Linked DNA regions of Sus scrofa: region 2 is linked to region 1. Evidence: chromatin contacts called from public Hi-C data. All regions are on one chromosome and are shown on one strand. The core of a region is the stretch at or near the end of the contact, and the rest is flanking DNA. Distances in the headings are between cores, read along the strand shown.

What was found. Hi-C and Micro-C count contacts between places; a contact is called where the count stands out from the background.
Region 2: a Hi-C map of fetal heart ventricle shows a contact between it and region 1, with 5 times the contacts expected there. The contact joins two enhancer-like sites. A contact is called at or near these places in 17 of 47 Hi-C or Micro-C datasets (adipose tissue, blood, brain and 10 more) and 1 of 2 datasets of contacts at active chromatin or transcription factors (skeletal muscle).

Annotation. Positions count from the first base shown.
Region 1 is chr7:8,134,770-8,141,406 of Sscrofa11.1, forward strand. MIR7136 (microRNA 7136) reads right to left here and starts at 499; the gene lies at 440-499. Within about 2 kb of position 4,227, at least 1 of the 83 cell types and tissues checked has an H3K27ac peak or open chromatin away from gene starts, as enhancers often do.
Region 2 is chr7:8,999,055-9,005,566 of Sscrofa11.1, forward strand. No RefSeq gene overlaps it. Among named protein-coding and RNA genes, the nearest start is that of PHACTR1, 100 kb to the right of the region's middle. Within about 2 kb of position 2,382, at least 10 of the 83 cell types and tissues checked have an H3K27ac peak or open chromatin away from gene starts, as enhancers often do.

The DNA of each region.
Region 1 (6,637 bases), core at 2,977-5,476:
GGTGAATCACATGCACATCGAAGGATGATGTTGTTCTAGACGTGGCAGGAGTTCTGATAGTCAGTTCAGATACCTCTAGTCCAAAGTCTCTTTCTATAAAGAAGCAGGGATTTTTTTAGAGAGGATATGTTTCCGTTTTAAACTGTCCCACTGAACTGTGTGCTGCTTTGGCAGCAAAGTCGGCTGAGGGAATTTTTCAGAAACATACCTCAGTGGAAAAGAGTCTTGTTAGAAAACAGAGTAGATAAACTTGCTCAGCTAGCAAATTCCTCGCATTCTCTAAAGCCAATATGTACAAGATGAGGAAGCCAAAGCAGCCAACAAAATTTCCCTTGAAAGACGGCTGTGACTCGCCCATCAGCTGTGCACATAGTCAGCATCCACCTCACATCCTGTTGCATGTGGGCTCCTCGGCTTTGTTGATTGTTCTGCAGACAGAGCTTCTGGTTCAAACACTGAGAAGTGTTGGTCTCTTCAGCTCCACAGTGTCTGGACCAGAAGCGATGTCTCAGGACTCAGCATGGTCTGGAGAGGCCAAGGAGACAGACATGCACTCTGGGTCTTAAAGAAATCAGGACTGAATTTAGGAGACCAGAGAAGGGACCAAACAGATTTCCATAAAATGACACCTCTCCTGCCCCCTTCACTTATTTTTTTTTTTTAATTTTTTTTGTGGGAATCGGTACCAGGGGGTGACTCCAGGATATGAAATAGGAAAACACTTGTGTTAACTTTGATGTGGAAAATAGGAGAAGGTGCAGAAATTCGAGGGAACGATGACTTTGCGAGATTTGAGCCTTTCGAAAGCCCTGTGCCTGTGTCTGAGTGGGAAGGTGTCAGACCTGGGTCAGCTCCTCTGGTTCTGACCCTTGTGCACAGGAGATCTCATATTAGACTTCATCTCTCCATGACAACTTCTCTTGCAATACATGGAAATAGATTAACTTCTGTCTTCTCTTAAATGCAGGTTGAAACTTTCAATGGGACAACATCAGTGAGGGTGTGTTATTCTTGACCTTTTTTTAGACCGGGGACCAGTTTGGCACTTTGAACTTGACATCTGCTATATCTATTATAGTTTTAAGCTTTAGTCCATCCTTAGATTTCTTATTTGAAGCTTGCTAAACTTGGAAACTTTTGCAAGGTGACTGAGAAGGGATAAAATTTCAAATCTAAAGTATAACTTGTGTTTTTAAACAAATATTTGGAGGAACTGTATAAAGTCTGTATTATTGACAAGATAATCCTTTTAACAATGTTTGTATTCAACTTTCACTCTCAAGCCATTTACACATCTATAATCTCATTTTATCCTCACAATTTGTTTTTATTTGGAGGAAAGGTAAAAATGCTTGGAGAAAAAAAAAAAAAAAAAGCCATTTATAGGTCTCCCATGAGACCTGGGCAGATCTTCAGACAAATGCTAATAATAAGAGCAGACCTCAAGTGGCCCTGGCAGCCTAGTTGTGTGGCCTCATGTAAATCCTTAGAGGCCTGACAAGATCCCTGTGGAAACTGATCACTTCCTGGGTAACCCACGACTGGCTCATTCTCCTGCTACAATGCTTTGGCTTGAAACTTTTTAAGAAAGGATGTAGAAAGGCCCAAATGTGTTCACTCAAAATCTTACCAGGGCGTTAAACATTTTTTCTTCTATCAGAAATATCTTACTTGCCTTCCTGAACTGGATCGATGAGGAAAATAGAGGACTTTCCTTTGTGGCTCAGCGGAAATGAATCTGACTAGTATTCATGAGAATGCAGATTTGACCCCTGGCCTCACTTAGTGGGCTAAGGATCTGGCATTGCTGTGGTGTAGGCCAGCGGCTACAGCTCTGATTTCATCTCTAGCCTGGGAACCTCCCTATGCCTCGGATGCAGCCCTAAAAAGATGGAAAGAAAAAAAAAAAAAAAAAAAAGAAGGAAAATAGAAGAAAAAATCTTCCTTGTGAATCTTCAGTAATAAGAGTTACCAGCCAGTGTTGACAGAATGCACTTATCAGTAGAGGTGCCATCATATTTAACTGTTTTCCAAGATTTTGCTTAACTAAGCTGGTTATTTCTTTTGTAAATAAAACAGCATGATTTTCAGAGACTCTTGTGTCACCTTAACTGGTTTCTGCACACCCCCAATTATCTGGGCAGGACAAGTTCCCAAGTCAAAGCAAAACATTTAAGTCTTCCTGGATGTCCTGAATCCAAAACAGACTGAAAGAAAAAAGTGTAATGTTAGTATCACTGGAATGGGAAGCTGTGATTTACATCTGTAGGCTGGGGCCTGCACTATGTCAGTAGCAGGTTTGTTGGCTGTGATGGAAAAAATGAACAGCATATGCTGATTAACCTCAGAATCAGGATCAAGTAGAAACACATCCACACATGACATCAGGAATCCGTTTGTGATATCTGAAACTGTACTGGGGAAACTATTAAAAGCTTGAACAGAAATTTGGATTACAATGGTGCCCACAAATAAAGACCACTGTGTCAACCCCTCCATTGGAGGGGACAAGAGGCAGAGACAATAAACTGGCAGGTAATGCCGAAAGAATTTTTGCCTGATGCTGAAATGTGTACCACTTTGCCAATACCTCTTTATATTTTAAAGCATTTCTTTCTCAAACGGATATAAACTTTGTCTTTACTCGCCATCTCCAGAAGGGGGCAGAGGTGGTCAAGGGTCAAAGGATTGCTTTAGGCAGAGTAGATGGAGAATTAAGAGGGATCAAGTAAGTAAGATTTTTTCAAAGAACAGTCCCCAAAGTTAACAAAATAAACCCTTCCAATAGGTTCTGTCACTAAAGCTGTCACTTTTCCTATTAGCTAAAATGAAGACAATCAAGCTAAAAATTAATTTGTTTTTCTTCTATATCCATTCAGTATCTTTACTATTGGAAAATATCAGTTGTCAACTTGATAAATATATCAAATCATTTGGTGAGGTTCCAGTTTTATATGTACACCTCAAAAGATTCTACAGTTGTCTTGGCTGTTACTAATCTAGTCTGGGCACGTCCTTGTGTCCAGAGCTACCAATAACCCTGGCTTTTTACACAGTGACAAATTTAAAGTCCGATCTCTCTAACATTCCCCAGGCTTATCACTTTTAAAGCAGCAATGAAACATGGGTCAGACTAAAGTAAGTCACATGTATTAAGTGTGTTGGGAGAGGCTCTCGAGAAAAAGAATTCACTGGCAGGGTAAGTTTTACCAAACTTACCTTCTATATTCTTGTCTTACAAGATTCACAACTCACAAAAGCATACCAAAGACTTTGAAAAGCTTTGAGTTAGGAAACAAAGCCTACTCTCTAAAAAATGTGTATTGCCATAAGAGAAATCTCACTAGCTGATTCTTGCAGCTTTCTGAAAAGTTATTTCCAAGCATATTTTAAAACAATTCTATCTATTGGAGCTCCTTCCCATAGTGACTCAGTGGAAATTAATCTGACCAGCATCCATGAGGACACAGGTTCGATCCCTGGCCTTGCTCAGTGGGTTAAGGATTCAGGGTTGCCATGAGCTGTGGTGTAGCTCGCAAATGCAGCTCGGATGGATCCTGCATTGCTGTGGCTGTGGTGTAGGCTGGCAGCTGCGGTTCCAATTCAACCCTTAGCCTGGGAACCTCCATATGCTGTGGGTGCGGCCCTAAAAAGACAAAAAGACAAAAAAAAAAAAAAAAAAAAAAAAGAAAAGAAAAAAATTCTACCTGGTGACCCCGCCCCAAAGATCTCTGGCTCAACCACATTCAATCTGAAGCACGGTTTTGTTATCTAAGTTTTAACCTGAGTTTTGTTTTGTTTTTTCTTTTTTATAGCCACACCTGTGGCATGTGGAAATTCCCAGGTCAGGGGTTAAATAGGATCTGCAGCTGCAGGCCTACACCACCAGATGGGAGCTGCAGCTGTGACCTATGCTGCAGCTTGTGGCAATGCCAGATCCTTAACCCACTGGGCAAGGCCAAGGATTGAACCCACATCCTCACAGAGATAATGATGGGTCCTTAACCCACTGGGCTACAACGGGGACTCCTTACCTGAGTGTTTAATCCCAATTTCCCAGTGTTACTCCTTCCTGGCCTCCAATGTCCGCTGACTTTCTGGTTCCTCATCCTTTGCTTGTCCTCTGGACTCTAGTACCATCCCAGCCCTAGGAAGTCATGCTTGACAGGTCTGTGCCAGGAGTTTCCTAACTTACATCCATCTCAGGCTTCCTGGGCCCAGGCTCCCTGAATGGCATGTGCTATTATTTATGGGCTAAGCTGAAGTGAGTCACAGTCAATGGGACCCTTACATAAAAATCCAAGGTTGCATTTGGCAAATGTCCAGTGAAAGGTGCAGGCTACATGTCACAGCATTTCAGCAAAGGAAGAGACCCCCAGGGGCTGGGAAGGTCAGGTGACTTGGCAAGAGGACAGCCCTGAAGGGTCTTTCTAACGGCAGAAGCGGCGGCTCATGGTGAAGAGCAGGATGGATGTGGATAGTTCAGATGAGAGAACCACAGAAACCCAGGTGAGGGGTCAGGACATGTGAAGTGAGTTACAGACAGGTGAGGCTGAAGTGGGAGACGGTGAAAGGCAAATGCACATTAGATGTAAGGGCCCTGAACCAGACACATGGACTTGAATTTTATCCAAAGGCAGAGGGAAGCCACTGAAACTCTCTGAGAAGGAAAAGTGCACTTCTATGTGAAATTAGTGGCAGGTGAGTGACGGGGCACAGTCACTGCTTTTACATCCTTGTGTCTGTTTCCCACGAATTAGTGGGAAAGAATAAGAGCTTCTGAGTCAGAATCCTCGATCTACTCCCCACCTACTATTGCCACTTATGAGCTTGAGAAAGTTACCTAATCTCTCGGAACCTCCGTTTCCTCACGTATGAAATGATTTCAAATCTATCTCAATTTGTTGTGAGGCTTGACCAGTACAATTCTTGTAAAGTGTCGGTGCTGTTGGAATAAAATGGGCTGCAGACGTGCTTAACAAAGCCGTGCACTTGGGGCTCATTCTGAGCTGCAGTTTTCCAGCAACACTGACGGGCATGCTGCCTGGTCATCCCCTTGCCCCTCGCAGGATCCCTGTACCCACGCTGCCCTAATTGCCCACAACAGAGAGAACCATGCTGCTACCTTATTTTTTCTTCTTGAGTTGTTGTTATTTTGGTTGCCATTGAGCCCGTGTGTGTCTCCATTCTCCTCATTAGCATTCGTGTCTGCTGTCGTCAATGCCAGAAGCAGCCACCTGGACTGGCTCTGGGATCAGGACTTCTGGAAACCCAATCTGCCCAGTTACTTCCCATGCAAAGAAGCCAGTCAGAGAGCGGTGAAACCAACTGACCCCAACCCGGCCGTTTTTGCCTAGAGCTGGAAAACTAAAATTCCCTTTGTAGCTTCTCCCTTTCTTCTTTTTGAAGTTAATTGGGAGAGGGGAAGCCTGATGGGTATTCTCTGAAATGTCTCTAATCAGGACACTGCCTGGGGCTCAAGGCACTGCACAGAAGTAAAGCAAATTCTTATGTGTGAGAGTTTATTTGAAACCATAAGACGTTAAGCCAATAGCTATTACTGGCCAGAAATGTATTTATGTCCTCTGGTATGCTGTTTCTCTCCCATCTCTACACGTTGGGATTTTACAAAATTAATTTTATCCCCCTCCGGTCGACCCGGGCTCTCTCTGCTTCTGGACTGAGGCCTCATTTTCTCCTCATGTGGTAGCTCCTTCCTCACGGGTCCACTTGGTCCCTCGTCTCTGACCCTCCTGTTCCACCTCCCCCCACACAGCACACCCACCACTGCAGCCCGTTCCAGGTGAGGAGTACCTGGACTTGGCTCCCAGGAAAAGACTTGAGAAGCTCCAGGTCAGAAGGAGAAAAGCCAGAGCAGAGGGAGGGAAGAGGGAGAGAGGGAGCGGGAGCGGGGGGAGGGCAGAGAGAATGAGCCAGGGATTGATTGACAGTTGGGGAAAAGCCCTGACCTGCTAAGACACCTCTTGCAAAGACATGGAAGAAGGGGAGGTAAGATCCGGTGTGGCTGAGGGTAAGTAGGCAGTATTGATACAATATCTGTGTTACATTATTATGAAATGAGCACGCACACGTGCACACACACACACACACACACACACAGGAATACTCACTCTCCCCTTCCCTTTAAGAAGAAAGAACCTTGGAGCAGATGGTTCTGTACTTGTGTTAGTGACTCTTGCTGTGGGCTTCTGCTGTGGTTGTTGACTGTGCATTTCCTGGTCTTATGGAGACTGGAGTTATTTCCATAAGAACACTTCTAGTCCACATTTTCATTCTTGTGTGCCCGAGAAGCCCAAATCCTGCTAAAACTTTAAAGGCTATATTTTACCTCTTTAATTTTCCTACTGATTAATTGCATTTAAAATAAAATATCTTTTTTTTTTTTTGTCTTTTTCTTTTAGGGCTGCACATGTAGCCCATGGAAGTTCCCAGGCTAGGGGTCGAATTGGAGCAGTAGCTTCTGGCTACAGCCACAGCAACACGGGATCCAAGCAGCATCTGCAACCTACAGCACAGCTCACGGCAACGCCGGATCCTTAACCTACTGAGTGAGGGCAGGGATCGAACCTGCGTCCTCATGGGTACTAGGGTTTGTTTCTGCTGAGCCACGGCAGTA
Region 2 (6,512 bases), core at 1,132-3,631, 860 kb after region 1:
CTCGGCTGCTTGTTAGCTGGATGGCTTTAAGCAAGCGTTTCTGAGCCTTATCTGCTTTAGAAAAGCAATTTGTGAAAGACCTTATGGACCGGCTCTATACACCTGAAACCCAGAGCAATGTCAGAGATCCCGTAGGTATGAAAGCAGATCATTAGTCTAAGACATGCCTTGAGCAAAACAACTCACTGAAAATACTTGTGCTGATTTTTTTATAAGATGAAGGAGTCAACTGGGGAATATTTTGTTAATTTCCACCCTAAGAATTTCAGCACTTACTGCGTATAAGGCGTTGGAGAAATAAAGATTTAATTTTTACCCAAAGCATCAAACCAATCCTTGACACTCATGTGAAAATATTGATCAGATACGACTGATTTTCATGTAAAATTAGAAACAGAAATAATTTAAAATTGTGTTGATTTTTCTAGTGAGGTATAATTGACATGAAACATTAAACTAGTTTCCAGTGTATGACATACTGATGATATTTGTGTATGTTGCAAAATCATCCCCACAATAAATCTAATTAACATCCATCACTACACATAGTTACAAAAGGTTTTTTCTTGTGATGAAAACTTTTAAGGTCTACTCTCTTAACAACTTTTAAATATACAACAGCATATTCTTAACTATCGTCCCCAGTCTTATTTTAGAAACAATTTAGATACAAAACAATCAAACCTAAGCATCTGTGAACACATAATTGAGAGTCTTACAAGCTCCTCTTTTCTTTTTCTTTCTTTTTCTTTTATTTTTGCTTTTTAGGGCTGCACTCGAGGCATATGGAAGTTCCCAGGCTAGGGGTTGAATTGGAGCCGCAGCTGCCAGCCTCTGCCACAGCCACAGCAACACGGGATCTGAGCCTCATCTGCAACCTACACCACAGCTCAGGGCAACCCGGGATCCTTAATCTATTGAGCGAGGCCAGGGATTGAACCTGCAGCCTTACGGATCCTAGTTAGGATTGTTAACCGCTGAGCCACAAAGGGAACTCCCAGCTCCTCTTTTCGTTATCTGTCTCTAAGGAAGTCTTTTTCAGAAACTTAAGCACTCTTGCCAACACTTGTTCAATATCCATCATGTTTCAGAATCTGCTAAAATTTTTAACCTGTAATGTCAGCTCCACCAACATTTCAGTCCTGTACAAGGCTGAAGAATCAAGATGGAATCAGCAGGTCCAAATTTTACAAATGGAGGCATTTATAGTAAACCTGGAAAATATATCTTTGAATTTTCTGTGTACATTAAAGTGGTCTGTTTTGGCCTTTCTCCCCTTTTATCCCATCTCAATGTGTAAATAGGAACCTGTCAAGCACCAAACACAGTTAAGTAGAATTGCCCAAGAGTGCCATCAAATTTCTGAAGTTTTAAACTAAGTATTTCAAAGGGTAAGTAACATCCCTTTTTTTCTTATTGTTACTGGTTAGAAAAATGAAAGGACCGGACAATTAAGATTCACACACTTGTTCAGTAGAAAAGGAGCCACGCTCATAAGTAAGGAAAGAATCACTTAGAAGCCTGCTCAGTGTCCATCTCTGCTCACCCTGAAAGGATCTGTGTATATTTACACCATAACAAGTGAAAAACAACTCGCCTTACTCTCAGTACTGTGGGGAATCTGTGGTGTTTCCTTCGGGATTTAAAAACGTATCTGGGTCCAAATGTGTGCATTTTTGAAACTGCAGTTTGTCAACTTTGTGTTGACATGTGGCATGTGTAAGGTTTGATTCAGGCTTGTCTTTAAAAAAAAAAGGAAAAAAAAAAAGCCTTCTTAAAACGTTATGCCTTTATCAGAAGTCGCCCCTCAGCTATTTACAAGTGCCATGGTTACAGTCCTGCTAGACTGATGATATTCACATGCAGGAAACAATGCAAGGAAAACAGGATTTGCACGGCTCCGACTGCACTGGCCCAAGAATTCCAGGAAGTGATTGTACTTTATGAAACCGTCTGTGCTCCGCTAGATTGTCTATAGCTTTTAAGGTCAAGTCCTATCACACTGAGTTTGCACTGCCCTTTGTAACAAGGCAGCGTGTTTATGAAGCTGAGTACATGCTGTATTGTTTACCAGGCCCTCCAGTTTAAAGGTGCGATATCCCAGTCAGTTCAGGATGGCACTGGGAATCCATCACCGCCTTTTCTGACACAGGCTTGGGCTGGGTTCAAAGAGTCCCCAACAACAGGGACCACGCGACTGCCCAGCACATGGAGAGAGTCACGGAGCACCCAGGCCCTGACGGCAGAGACGGGGGCGAGTGTGGAAGATAAATGTGGGGAGGGCTCTGAGTTTATGTTTTAAGATTTCTGGGCTTCCTGGTCTAGCCCAGCGGTCTCCTTGGAAGGGGAAAGGTGCTGGCGTACAGTAACTGCTGATTCCGAGAGTGCGGAAAGCCGGGTGAGACAACAATGGAATTTACTTCGTGAGAGAGCTGGGAGGCAGCCAGGCATTCCAGGGCCTCGCTCTTGAATTCTTTGATTTCTCCACAGTGTGCGGCGACCAGAGATTCCTGGTGCCACTGGGCTTAGGGGCTGCTGGAGCCAGACAGTAGGCGTCCAGACGGATCCAGGGAGATCCAGCTCTCACCTGGCAACCTCACCACACCTCCTTGTAGCTGCCCAAGTGGATGTGCCTGGCCAGACCCCTACCTGCTCCCTCGCCACGAGGGATGCTGAAGCCAGGTGGAACCGGCAAGAATCCAGAGCCATTGCTGAAGATGCATGAGGCATCGGAGGTATTAGTCTGGGTCCACGTCTTTCGGCTAGGAGTATCCACAGGTCCCCAGGCTTAATGAGCTTTCTGGAGGTGCTCCCAGGCTGTGCACCAGTGTCACGGCCCCCTAAGGGTACACAGGACAGCACTGATGTTCTTACACACAAGGACTGAATGAACCTCGATGGGCGACTGTTGACGTCAGAGCAATCAACGTGAATTTAATGAAGCCTGTTGGTTTATAGCTTAAGGGCTTGTAGGGGCTGTTTCCTCCAGGGGAGAGAAATAAATGGACAATATGGTGAGACACTTTCCTTCCAGCCGCACATTTCGGATTCCATAGATTTAGATATCCAGTTTCGCAAAGGAGAGTTGTATTTTGTGAATACAGTTTACCTTGTTTTTAAATTTATTGGCATCTTGAGGTTCATCTTTGTATTAATGAGCACACATTGGGCAAAATCTGTCTTTTAAGCCTTGTAGTAAGCCTTAGGTCTTTTAAGTGAGCTCATGGAAGGGCAGATTTTGGTTGTAGCGGTAAGCACAACTGCCCCATAAACGGTTGCTAAAGACTGCTCAGAACACTCCAGACTAAATAAAAATTAAAAGTCCCGCAATGACGGCATTTGGAGCAACATGGATGGACCTAGAAACGATCATGCTAAGTGAAGTCAGCCAGACAATGAGACACCAACATCGAATGCTTTCACTGACACGTGGAATCTGAAAAAAGGACACAATGAACTTCTTTGCAGAACGGATACTGACTCACAGACTTTGAAAAAGTTCTGGTCTCCGAAGGACACAGGTTGGGGGGTGAGGGGGACGCCCTGGGGGTGTTGGATGGAAATGCTGGGATGATCATTGTACAACTAGAAATGTAATAAAGTCATTGAGTAATAAAATAAATAAGTAAATAAATAAATGTATGTTTTTTCAAACATGATCTTTAAGGGTTAGGGAAAATTTTTCCCCAAGTGAATTTTTGATATAATATTTATTTGTGGGTCAGAAACCCCCCCCCAAAATGTATCTTAATCATTTATATCTTAAAAAGGAATAATAAATTTTAACAATATAAAAAAAAAAAAAGTGCCACTCATCAGGCAGGACTCTACTAGGAAACACCAGACCAGATGTCCTGAGATCTTCATTCTGGTTTTGGCTCTGGCGCTAATTACCAGGAAATTTCACCTGCCTGTTTATAGACGGTGACATAGTCACTCCCTGGACCTTTTGGTTTTTCATCAGCAAGAGGAGGAGCTTTGAATGTGTGACTCCAAGGGTGTTCACATCTGTCAAGATTGACTCCGTAACCTGTGGCCCCGGGAGGAGAGGCTCCTATAAAGAGGGAGTGAAGGCCTCCTAGGGGAAGTAGGAAAAAAGGTACCTACCAGAAAAAGAACCGAGGTATGAAATGTTGAAGCTTAATCCCGCTGTAGGAAGAAAAATAATAACTTCTATTTGCATAGCACTTTTAAAAAAATGCTTTCGCATTAATGAAATCCCCAGAGGGGGGGACTTTGATGTTATGGTTTTCATTTCACAAAAAAGAAACTAAGACTTGCTAAGGGTACAGAGTGATAAACACTTGAGTACCAAAAAGCAAAACACAACAAAAAACCACCACCAACAAAAAAACACAACCTGAGCGCTTGAGCTCTAGGAATAGGACTCTTTTTAATTTTTTTATAATTTTTTTTGTTTTTTTGCTTTGTAGGGCCGTGCCTGTGGCATATGAAAGTTCCAGGCTAGGGGTTGAATCAGAGCTACAGCTGCCAGCCTACACCACAGCCACAGCCACGTGGGATCGGAGCCATGAATGCGACCTACACCAGAGCTCACGGCCACACTGGATCCTTAACCCACTGAGTGGGGCCAGGGATGGAACCCACATCCTCATGAATCCTAGTCGGGTTCATTAACCACTGAGCCACGAAGGGAACTCTTAAATCCTAAATTTGGATTTGGCAACTTGATTTATGACAGAGATTGTATTCGAAATAGATGAGGGAAAGAGGAACTGACCAATAAATGCTACATTCGAACTGTGTAAACTGAAATTCACCCCCTCTTCATACTTTTTACAAGACTCAAATTAAAAGGGGAACAAATAATAAATGTGGGAGACAATATAATGCCAAGAAAAGAATGTAGGAGGTATTTAGAAACAAAACTTAAAAACACACAAACCCTAAAGAAAGGATCGAAGAATTTAATGACCTTAAAATTAAAAACTTTTCTTTGTCAAACGAACCCATCAAAGAGGGAAATAATTAGCTATGAAGTGAGAAAAGATAATTACCTCACATATAATTTATAGAAACAAATAAAAGATACATAGTTAAAATTATTGCCTATCATTATCCCTACTGTGGATATTTAAGAGCTCCCATCAATTAATAAGAACAAGTGAAACAACACAACAGAAAAATGAACGAAAGACCCAAAAAGGAATTCCAAAGTGAAGGAAACACATAAGTCTTATTATAAACACATGAAAAGTACTCAGCTTCTTCAGTAAATCAGTGAAATGAAAAGACAGGATCACAATGCACCAGGCTTAGTCGGGCAGGGTGGGGGCTCGGGGGGGAATTCTGGAATGAGGACAATAGCATGTTTAAAGAGGATATTGAGCAATGGGAATTTTCACCCACATCTGGTAGGGATTTAACTGTGTACTACTACTTAGGAAAACAGTTTGGAATTGCCTAGAAATTTGAACAGTCATAGTTTACAACCTGGAGATTCCATTTCTAGGTGGAATTCTAACCCAGAGACTCCTGCTTATGTGCACCAGGAGCCAAGTTCCCCCAAAAAAAATCTCATCAGTGTTCTTTACAGTAGTCCCAAACTAGGAAGAGGTCAAGTCTCAATCAAAATTAGAATTAATAAAGCAGAATGAATAAACCGCAATGTCTGTCAAAAGCAGAATAAATGAATTCGTATGATGAAATACTACACAAGTATGAAAACAGTGAGCTGCAGATGCAAGCGTCAAGGGGGATGAAGTCTTAAAACATAATTTGGAGCAAAAGGACGTAGTCTTACGAAAATATAAATATAGCTATTTATGTATATACATCCCCCCTAAATCAACACTAAACTACAGTTTGCTTAGGGATAGATATCTATATGTAAAACCATGAAGAAAAGCAAGGAATTTTTAACACAAAACTCAGGATAGTGGTTACCTCCGATGAGAGACTGGGAAAGCATTGTTGAGGTTCATGTAAGATTTTAAAGTATAGGTTGGAGTTCTGTCGTGGCGCAGTGGTTAACAAATCCGACTAGGAACCATGAGGTTGCGGGTTCGTCCTGCCTTGCTCAGTGGGTTAATGATCGGCGTTGCCGTGAGCTGTGGTGTAGGTGCAGACGGGCGATCTGCGTGCTTCGGTAGCAGTGGCTACAGCTCCGTAGTGGATCCATGTGGCGGATGGCCGATACAGTATAGGTTAACCGATTCCGTGACAGTGGAACCGATGAAGGTTGGGGTTCGATCCCTGGCCTCGATCAGTGGGTTAAGGATCTGGCTTTGCCGTGAGCTGTGGTGTAGGTCGCAGAGGCGGCTCAGATCCCGCGTTGTTGTGGCTGTGGCTGTGGTGTAGGCGGCGGCTGCAGCTCCGATTCAACCCCCAGCCTGGGAACCTCCACATGCCATGGGAGCGGCCCTAGAAAGGCAAAAAAAGACAGAACATAAAAAGTTAAAAAAAAAAAAAAAAAAAGTCCTACCGTGTAGCACAGGGAACACAACTCAATATTCCATAATAACATATGGGAAAGAATCTGAAAAAGGCCT